Regions from separate parts of the Mus musculus genome. Here region 1 is linked to region 2. The links are chromatin contacts, called in public HiCAR-type maps. All regions are on one chromosome and are shown on one strand. The core of a region is the stretch at or near the end of the contact, and the rest is flanking DNA. Distances in the headings are between cores, read along the strand shown. Region 1 holds the start of Mmp16 (matrix metallopeptidase 16). Region 2 holds the start of Osgin2 (oxidative stress induced growth inhibitor family member 2).

Region 1 (5,364 bases), core at 547-3,046, 1.8 Mb after region 2:
AATATGTCTTCACCACCCAAATAAACACACACACACACACACACACACACACACACAAATATTCACACACACACACACACACACACACACACACACACACACACACACACACACACACACACTCACACACTCACACACACATACACACCATGGCAGATTGTTAGAAAGGGCTCCCTGAGCTCAACTCAAGATGCTGGGTACATGCTCCACAGGTTTTAGCAAAGCAGTAACAAGAAACTTCTAGTCTTCAGCCCCTCCTCCACTCTCCAAATTTCATATACAAATTATTACTGTTGAATGCAATGTTTGGAAAGCTATTTTTTTCCCAACATTTTCCATCTGTTTACTAAATGTGACCTCCTGTGTTCTACTTCTTGCTTTACTGACTGACCATGAAATACATCTTGTCAGTTCTCTTTCCCATTTTGCCTAGGCAGCTGTCAGGTACCTGGAACAATGCTGGCCTTTGCTTTGGCTGCTTTTCCCTCCTGTGGGCTCCTCTCTTCCCCTCTACTGGCTGCCAAGGAGAAGCACATTTATTGGCCAGGCCCCCAGACAGATGCCTGCCCTACTCCCTTCCCCCTTTCTCTCCAGCCAGAAGTCACCTGCCAAGGGCTGGTGTTTGCTGCCTCCCCTGTCCACCTCCTCACACTGCTTCTGTTCAGCTCCATTTTTGCACCCTCTTCTGAAGTTCTCTGGTTTTGTTTGCCAGCCTGGCATACCAGCAGTCTCCAGCTAGCTCCTGCAGTTCTCTGGGCTCTGGATTCCCTTCAGACCCCCAGGCCTCTCTAATTTGCCCCCAGCATGCTGCCCATGTCAGCTGTTCACATTCATAATCCCCATTACCACCTTTGAGGTGGTGAGTGCTCCCACTTTCCTCAGCTTCTATCCATGTTCTACTGCTGTCTTCTCTCCAGTGACTCAACCTTTTTTCTCAGATGTAGTAAAGACCACATCTTTGGAACCCCTGCATTTTGATGAGTGTTTACCACTCATTTGATGAGGGTAGTTTCATTCTGGCTTTGACTGGTCTCCTACCAAAAACCTGTGCCTATTTCCTGAGCCTATAATGTTTCTGTATAATGTTTCTCCTGGGAGACAGGAGGCCACAGACTTAAGGGACCCTAACAAAGTTTTTGATGGCAGAAATTTGCCATCTCGGTCTTACAAACTTGGTGAGTCTGGATAACTGACCCAGACTACCAAGCACCACACAGGAACCTGGGTGTACTCCTGATTTCCAGCACTAGGGATCTTTTTGAACATCTTTAACTAAGATGCTGAATACCCTTCAGGACCAGGCCCAGACTGCTCCTCAGCTTCCACACGGGTCCACAGCCCAAGCCCCACCCAAGTTCTGGTTGGGGAGGGGCGCACTTGTTTTTAGATGCCTGGGCAAGGGGCAAGAGAGGTGTAGCAAGAATCGATTTTCTCTAGTGCTAGGTACCAGACATCTAGATGAGGGACAGGTAATAGGGAAAAAGAAGAGTTCGTCACGAACTAGGGCCTTTCGCAAGGGCCCGGTACCCAATCCAGTGTACCAGTATCTAAAAGGCATCCTTGAGTCTTCTCCTTTAAGAAGCGCGCCTGCGTGTGTTTCGGGTGAGTGAGTATGTGTGTGTGTGTGTGTGTGTGTGTGTGTGTGTGTGTGTGTGTGTGTGTGTGTGTGTGTATGGCCGAGCGCGTGCGCGCGCGTGTGTGGTTTGAGTGTGTGTGCGCGCGGGGCCCCCAAGATCCCCGCAGACCCCGGGAAGGAGGAGTTATGTAGATTACCGATGAACATTCTGGAGGGGAGCAGAGAGGAGGGAAGGAGCAGTGGAGGCAGTGAGCTGGGAGCGGCTGAGGCCCTTCCCGCAGAAACTGGGGGCACCGGCGGCGTAGGAGGTGGAGAAGGCGGAGGACGCACGGGCTGGAGGCGGCGGCTGCGACTCGGCGGCGCTGGGAATCGGAACCGCGGGTGAACTTGGGCGCCACGTTCCGGGCGACGGCCGGGTGAGGATGGTGAACACTTGCCGCCGCTGACCCTGCCTTTCCTCTGTTTCTCCCCGGCTGCCGAGCCTGGCGCCCATCCCCATCCCTGGACGGGTGGGTGAACCTGCAAGCTTTTACCCACCCCAGGACTGGATTTTTTTTTTTTTTCTTTTTAAAAGGAAACAGGGAGTGGACATTCGGAAAGAGGGAGAAAACGCAGGGGAGCTCGTCCATCCGTTGAGGCACAGTTCACTATGATCTTACTCGCATTCAGCTCTGGAAGAAGGTTGGATTTCGTGCATCGTTCGGGTGTGTTTTTCTTGCAAACCTTGCTTTGGATTTTATGTGCTACAGTCTGCGGAACGGAGCAGTATTTCAATGTGGAGGTAAGAGTACCATGCTTCCATCCTCTTGCTCGGCTGCTCCCTGGAACCTTTCCTTCACTTCTTGGATCCTTGAGGCTCAAAGCACATTGTTTCTCTTTCCAGTCAGCAACCAAAACCCTTGTTGAGTTTGCCAGGGTTCTAAGTGATGGATGCCTGGAGACCAACAATCCGTTATCCCCAGCTGCACAAAGCACCATGCTGCACGCTCAGAGACACATTGTAGCAGACCGGTGCTGCTTAGCCAGGAAAGAGGCAAAGCTCTATGTAGAGCAAATGTGTAGTTTTATAAGAAAGCTTGAGTTTATGCTGCATACATAGCTAGGGAAACCACATTGATGGTTGGCATCATGTGCCTGGGTATTGTTCCTGCAATATTTCTCCTTGTGGTCTGTGTCTAACAAAGGGAGGTAAAAATCAAAGAATCCAAGGAGAGTATGGGAATACTTGATATGCTTAATAACATCACTTTGTGATAAAACACTCAAGCAGACAGTGTCTTTCTATTAGACCTAACTTAATACGCTGTAACTAGATCTAACTGTACAGAGCACATGAAATCTATCTCCTCTAAGAGCCTACTCTCTCTCTCTCTTCCCAAGAGACTGGAAATAAATGTGGCCCCTTCTAATAGTTTGGAGTTGTGTTTTAAATTTGATTTCACACTGACATGACAAAGCCTAGACATCTTTGGTTGCCATTTGTTTTCCTGTGGTGCCTTTGGGAGCATATAGCAACAGCAGTGGGCAACTTAAGGAGAAGGACTTGTCAGACCTTCGTGAAAGTGCTCTTCCTGTCATCAACTGAGCTCTAAAGCTGGTCATGTGCAGTGAGTCGAGAAAAGCTGTGCACACCTGGGCTTTTTGTTGCACAGTTCCTTACACTAAAATTGCACTTAAGGTGGGGGGTGTGGGAGGGTCTGGGTAACACAAACTTCCCGTAGTTATCACAGCTTTATATATCTCAAAAAGAATTACCAGTGAATTAGCACCGATTGGTGTGGTTCTTTGCGGTTGCAAAGAACTGGCTCTTGTTCCTATTGTGTTAGGAGCTCCTGTTTACACAATAGTTGGACCTGTTGCACACGGTTTGAACATGCTTCATGGAACCAATTTATAAGCAAAGTGTTCATAATAAGTGCCAGGTGTGGAGGTAGAGTCTTCTATGGACTGTACTTTGGACTCCATATAACGGGGCAGAAGCAACGTATTTGAAAAAGTAAAAGCCAACATCACAGGAATTAAGGAAGTTTGCAGATGTTAAGTAGGGATATGTTTTAAAGAAACCACAATTTGAAAACCACACAATGGATTTTTTTTTTTTTTACATAAAAGCAGCAATGGAAAGCAGCTGAAGGTCCAGACTTTTCTGGATGACAAAGTTGAACTTTTGGAATTAGCTGTCATTATGGATTGTGTACTAACATTTAAATGAGTAGATAATTTAATTGCAATAGAGGAATGACTAGTTCATAGGCTGAAGGAATGAAACTGGCAAGCTGTTGTTAGTAATGCTATATACAGAACAGGCTGTTGCTTGGTGGTAGAGGATACTGTGATGTGGGGTGAGGCATAGTAAGTCCTGGTTAGCATCTTGCTTCCTGTGAGAATCTGAGGCTGAGTGGATAGCTGCCTGCTAGGAGAACTCTTAACTTACCATTGCAGGATTAAATGACATCAATGTTTTGATGATTATTAGGTTTGTTTTGTGAGGCTAAATCTAGGTTAGATTGTATTACTTTATATTGGAATCTCTCAGTCAGTTCAACCGGATATTGTTACCTGAAAGAGGTTGAGATACTTTTATAAAGATGATTTCTTCATTGCGTTTCAAATATCTCCTTCCATCTCTCAAGGTTTATGTGAAGAATAGTTTGCAGAGCCACTTTTCCAATTTTAGGGCATTTGAGTTATTTCAACCATGCTTATTAAACAATTCAAAGATTTAGCTGACAGATGAAAGAGTCATGTGCCCTCTGAGACCTTAGTAAGCTTACTTAACACAAAGGGACTTTTCTAATGATTTATAGGAGATTGTGTTTCATAGTTTGCATTATTTCCAAATAGCTTTTTAAGCTCTTTAGCACTTCTTTGGTTAGATGTCTAGGCTTCACACACACACACACACACACACACACACACACACACACACACACACACACACACACACACACAAACACACACACACAGATTCACACACATGTGATATTATATCAAGTAGCTGATAGTAAAATCAAATTATCATACAGTATCTAAGATAATAGAACAATTTCTTACTTGTGTTTGTGCCTGATGAATATTTACTCGATATCTCTTTGTAATAGGAAATGCTAGCGGAAAGAATATTGCATTACTTTCCCAGAAGAAGCACTTGTACCCTACACTCTAGTCTTGGCTGCAAAACAGACACAAAAAGCATGCTTTATTCCATTGATTCTCAAAAGCAAGCCAAAAAACCAACCAAACCAAACCAAACCAAACCAAACCAACCAACCAACCAACCAACCAACCAAACAACCAAATATCCAGCAGTAGTATCAATCATGCTTTAGGCTCCTAGTATCCTGATTTTTTTTCCCTAATATATACACTAAGTTATTAAGTTGGACCAGAGCTTTGGAGAGATTCCATTCATGCTGACAACTAAGATTACAATGTTTTATTCATTGAAGAACTTAATTTTTGATCATTCCCATACTTTTTATTTGTATAATTTAAGGTTAAAAGGTGCCTGTATTGTTTTTTTTTTTTTTCTCCCTATAGAAGGGGTTGGGCAGAGGTATTCATGTCAATTAATTCCTGTCTGATTTTAAGAAAATAAAGATTTAGAATGTCCTATTTTTAGAATGGGTGGTAGAAAAAATAATATTCTTATGGAAGCCAGTGATAAAGGTATTTTTGTGTGGTTTTGAAAAAGCAAATAGAGTATCAAATTAAAAAACAGATACTCTCAAAGATAGTACTATGGGTAGATTGCCTGTGTTTCTCTATTGCTCCTTAAGTCATCAGTG
Region 2 (5,386 bases), core at 2,125-4,624:
CCATCAGTTCTGTTCATTTAGAGAACTTAATACACTACCCCAGCTAGTACAAAGTTACACTAAGTACCAAATACACTACCCAGGATAGTACAAAGTTACATTGACCATACAATACACTACCCAGGATAGTACAACACTACACTATCTAATGCTCTACCCTAGGACAGTACAAAGTTACATTAAGTATACAATACACTACCACAGAATAGTACAAAGTTGTTAAGAGACACCAACCTTTCCTAGCTCTTAAAACAAAACAAAACCAAAAATCTGCCTTAATAGCAACTAGTACTATTAGATTTCTATTTGTTTTGTTTTGCTTTGTTTTTAAGATGGAATATTTTATTTAAAGCCCATCAGTGAAATGGACAGCTTGTATCTATGACAAATTATTCATGTTTAAAGTCAGTAACTGTATGCCCAGACTACAACGTTCTGAGTTGAAGCAGAATAAACTTCCTTGTAAAAGTTGCACCTTTGTGAAATTTAATTTAGTATTCAGCTTCTTCCTCACCCTCTCTCCTCAACAGAATCCACACCAATTTCCTCATAATCCTTCTCTAGGGCAGCCATATCCCCATGGGCCTCTGAGAACTCCCCCTCCTCCATGCCCTCACCAACATAACACTACATGAAGGCATGCTCTGCATTCGCAAGATCAAACTTGTGATCTAGGCAAGCCCAGGCCTCAGCAATGGTTGTGGTGTTGCTAAGCATACACACAGCTCTGTTGGCCAGATACACTGTGGGAGGCTGGTAACTAATGCCAATCTTAAAAGTGAGTGGGGCACAAGTCCACAAACTGGATGGTACACTTGGTCTTAATGGTAATGGCAGCACTGACATCTTTGGGAGCCACATCTCTGCCGTACAGTAGGCCATGTATTTACGACGCCAACGGATCACTATCTAGTTGGCTGACTAAAAGCAGACATTGGTCATCTCTGCTATAAAGTTCCTCGTAGTAGGCTTTCTAAGCAAAAATGGCAGGAGCATAGTGGCCAGAGGACGTAGATTCTAGGACAGGGCACAAGATTGGTCTGGGATTCTGTCAGGTCAACATTCAAGGTCCCATCAAATCTGAGGGAAGCAGTGACAGAAGACAGTCTGACCTATCATCCTATTTAAGTTAGTGTAAATTGGGTGTTCAATGTTGAGATTTCTATAACAGATGTCACAGATGGCCCCATTATCTACCACGAAGGTACAATCAGAGTGCTCCATCCAGGGTGGTATGGATGGTGAGGATGGAATTGTAGGGCTCAACTACAGCAGTGGAAACTTTGGGGGGTTGAGTAATGTAGAACTCCAGCTTCAACTTCTTTTCATAACCAATAGAGAGCCACTCCATCAGCAGGGAGATGAATTCACAGCCTGATCCCCTGCCAAAGCCATGGAAAAAGGAGAAACCCTGAAGCTCTGTACACTGGTCAGCCAGTTTGAGAGTCCTGTCAAGACAAGGTTAATGATATCCTTGCCAATGGTGTAGTTGCCAGGGGCACAGTTATAGGCAGCATCTTCCTTGCCTGTGATGAGCTGAGCTGCTCAGGGTAGAAAAGCTGGCAGTAGGTACCAGTGCGCAATTCATCAATAGCTATGCATTCCAGGTCTACGATCACTGCCCAGGGCACATGCTTGCTAGTGCCTGTCTCACTGAAGGAGATCCTCAAAGAGTCATCTCTTCCCCAATGATCATGTCACTTGGCATGTGGCCATCAGGTTAGATGCCATTTTCCTAGCAGTAGAGCTGCCAGTAGGCATTTCCCATCTGGACATCAGCCTGGCCAACATTTATGGAGATGCACTCACACATGGATGCTACTTGAGGCTGCTGAATGAATGGGGGAAGACAAGGAAGCAGTACTTCTTATAGCTTGACTCTTAAAAGGTCTCTAATGATACATTTAACTATAATAATGTAGCAAACACGGTTTCTTCTCTCCCAACACTAAACTGTAGCAAACACTTTTCACTCCCTCCCCTAAATTTCTCTGCACAGAGATAAGAGGATGGATGGTATTTACCACATAGCCTCAGAGTAAGAATTCCAAGCTCTCCCCTTACCGCTCAACAGTACCCCAAAGGTGTCAGGAGACTTTCAGAGGGTTATTTTCTAAAAGAAATGTAGCTCCCCAAGAGGCTTCAAATTTTCACTCCAGCCTGCTTTTTACAATACTCAAAGTGGACGATGTGTACATACACAACAATCTGTCTAGAACATAGAATCCAGCAGTCTTTGGCATAAAACTTTTCTAGATCTAGAATTTAAAGTCTCCTTACAAACTCAGGAGGTTGGGCAGACCTAGGTCGTTGCTATTACAGCAGGAGTCTGATTTCTCTGCACCTCACATTCTTTTTTAACCTCTTCTGTGAAGGTTATTAAATACACACGACATTTATCTATATCACATAAAATAAGCTCTGTGATTTGTATTGATGACAGTCACAAATACTGTGACTTGTGGCTCACATTAGTAAAGAAAGCAATGTTAGTATTTTTAGAAATGATATTAATATCCTTTCCACCCAAGTTAATGTTTCACCTAAATTCTATGAGCCTCTATTAAACAAGTCTTTATCAGTTTATTCTGTAACATTCACACATGTAAAGCCAGTTCCCAGAGTCCTTACTAAACGTAACATTTCATCCCATCCAGTTTCTTGTACTTTTGATCTTATTCTGTAATTCCCCGAAGTGTTGGTCAATTGTTCTGAATCTAGAACATACGTTCATTCATCTTTGAAACTATTGTTTTTCTCACCGTAAGAAACTTTCATCATAATTTGAGTATAAAACTGCCACTTCCTAAATTTCTCCATTCTAACATGGCTTTACATCACTCATACCTTAGTAAGTCACGACCCACTGTCACTACATGACACATTCTTCTCCACTTCCCTTCAAGCCAGTAACTTATGTTATTAGATTTTTAAAAGATCAAAAATTCAAAGGAGGCTCTTCACAGATTTTCAAATTTACCATTTACATGTAACCGACTCACCGCCGGCCTAGCCACTCTCGCCGTCCTGTGACCCGCGCGGTCCAGGAACAAGAAGAGGGGACAAGAAAAGAGCGGGGTCCACGGAGCTCCGAGCAGCGCCGGCCCAGCGGGCGGCGGCCGAGGAGCACACGCTGCAGAGCCAGCTCCGACCCATCCCGGGGGGAAAGTCACCTGAAATGACCGGCCAGGGAGCAGCGGCAGCACCACACAGGCATGGAGAGCGGCTGCCGTCCTCCGGGAGGGCCGACCGCGGGCTGGTCCCGGCGCGCGCTCTGCCTGCACCGCGGCTCACAGGCGCGGGAGTCTGTCCCCGGCCAGCGGCTTCCGCTCCTCCCCGCCGGCGGCAGGGCGGCGCAGCGAGTGATGAGCGCCGCGCTGGGGGCGGGACCGGGCGCTGCGACGGCGACGCGCGGCTCCGCCCACCAGGTGCGGCGCGTGGACGAGGCCGCCGATTGGTGGAGTCGCGGCGAGGGGCGGGTCCACGGAGAGGGATGCGCAGGGCCGCGGCGCTGCGGTCCGGGTCCTCACGAGGCCTAGGCTCGGGGCTCGGGGTGCGTTCTCGGTGCCCGCTCTTGGGATTGCGGAGCAGAAGAGGGGAGGCTTCTACCTCAGGCCTGCGGGTCTCAGGGAAGTCCGGCCGCGAGAACCTACCTGAGCTCACGTCCTCGCACTGTCTCGGGTGCATCTGGCCTCGGCCCCCGCATCGCGGCCACCCAAAGACTCCCACAAACCTTAGGTGCTCCGGCCGCTCGCCTGGCGCTCCCCCTGGCCATGTTCAGCCTCCCTTCTTAAAGAGCGCCGCTCCACCATTCCCCGGACTGGGCAAGGCCTCACTCAGCCATGCAGAGACTAGTGGGGAAAGGGGCTGGGCCAGAAAAGATGTTTTGAGTCTCTCCAGGTGTCTTTGAGTCAGCACAGGGAGTGCATCCAACTTGGTATTTATCCAAAGTTAAAAGGTGAGGGTGGACACTGTCAGAGCGATTAATCACCTTAATTAATTAATTAATCTGCTCCGACAACGCCTTCACCCATCTCCGTTATTGGGGGGCGGAGGGGAGCAGTTAAAACACTTGTATGTTTATGTCTTTAAAAGAAATTCTCTTTAAGAATGTTGGTTGGAGTCTGCATTTTTTAAAAGAACTCATCCTGGCAGAACATTGGCCCATGCCTTAATTTCAGCCCTGGGAAAGCAGAGGCAGGTGGATCTCCATGAGTTCAAGTCTAGTTTGATCTACATAGGACAGCCAGGACTTTGTAGAGAGACCCTGTCTCAAAAAGAAAGAACTCAGCGTGCCTCCAGGATTCCATATCTAAAAGGTGTATTCACCGGATTTTAAAAATTGTTTTTCTCCTCTTTGAAAATAATGGCAGTATGAGCTCATTTTACGTTTAATGTGTTAACAGTTGTGAAGGAGAAAGGGAAGAAGAAGCTGCGTCTGCCGAGACATTGACTAGAACTGCATTATAGTGGGAAGCTTGGATTGCTGCAGGTCCATCCAGAGGCTAATTACCTTATCTAGGCTAGATCTAGCACTGCAGAACACTAGCTATTTGTCCAACTCTATGTGTGAACTAACGTCTTGTGACTAGAAGATTAAAAACTTTTTGGAATCTATTGACTAAACAGGCCACTAGCTTCCACCAACCAAAAGCTAAGAATGCAATAAGATAACACCCTGAGACTATAGTAACACTTCCCTCATCTTGCTGTACCTGTCTCTCTGGCGTGCTTTAATAAACTATAACAATGGATTTTACACTTACCTTGATTTCTTGTTCTGTGAAACTTCACAGAACTGCTTCCAGTTGGAACATGGAATTTGGGGTAGTTAAAATTGTTCCTGGCCTATAGCCACTAAAAATGGCTCCAGAATAATGTCTTCTTATTCTGTCTAAGAGGAAAGCTGTGGTTTTTTGCAATGTGATGTATAAGACTATGCTTTTTCTAATATTTATACCACTATCCCTTTATACATCTTTTCCCATTAGGTCTTTGTTTTAATTTGTAGGGAATTTTTTCATTTATATTGTTTTTTCAATGGTTGCAGAACAAAAACACCAGATTTCAAATTTACATTGGTTTGTATTTAATGTATTTTGAACAATTATTTTTGGTCTCTCGTGTACCGGGTGTGAGGGGCAGAAATGAGTACATGAGTGCAGATACATACAGAAACCACAGAGGTTATGGGGCAGAAATGAGTGTGTGAGTGCAGATACATACAGAAACCACAGAGGTTATAGAAGAATCCTGGAACAGAAGTTAGAGGCAGTTGGGAGCTCCCCAGTCTCTGTTCCTGGAACCCAACTCTGGCTTTCTGCAAAGCAATTATGTTCTTAATAGTTGAGCTCTCTCTCCAGCCCCTAATGGTTTGAATGTGTCA

What was found. HiCAR-type assays count read pairs that join an accessible place to other places.
Region 1: a contact with region 2 is called in a HiCAR-type map of astrocytes, with 6 times the contacts expected there. The contact joins the promoter of Mmp16 here to the promoter of Osgin2 in region 2. A contact is called at or near these places in 1 of 484 Hi-C or Micro-C datasets (uterus) and 2 of 115 datasets of contacts at active chromatin or transcription factors (astrocytes and forebrain).

The regions. Positions count from the first base shown.
Region 1 is chr4:17,851,496-17,856,859 of GRCm38.p6, forward strand. Mmp16 (matrix metallopeptidase 16) reads left to right here and starts at 1,797. Exons shown (of 11, transcript NM_001379519.1): 1 at 1,797-1,992; 2 at 2,151-2,357. The coding sequence starts at 2,226.
Region 2 is chr4:16,010,514-16,015,899 of GRCm38.p6, forward strand. It overlaps Osgin2 (oxidative stress induced growth inhibitor family member 2), which reads right to left and starts at 3,375. Exons shown (of 6, transcript NM_145950.5): 1 at 3,174-3,375. The coding sequence starts at 3,217.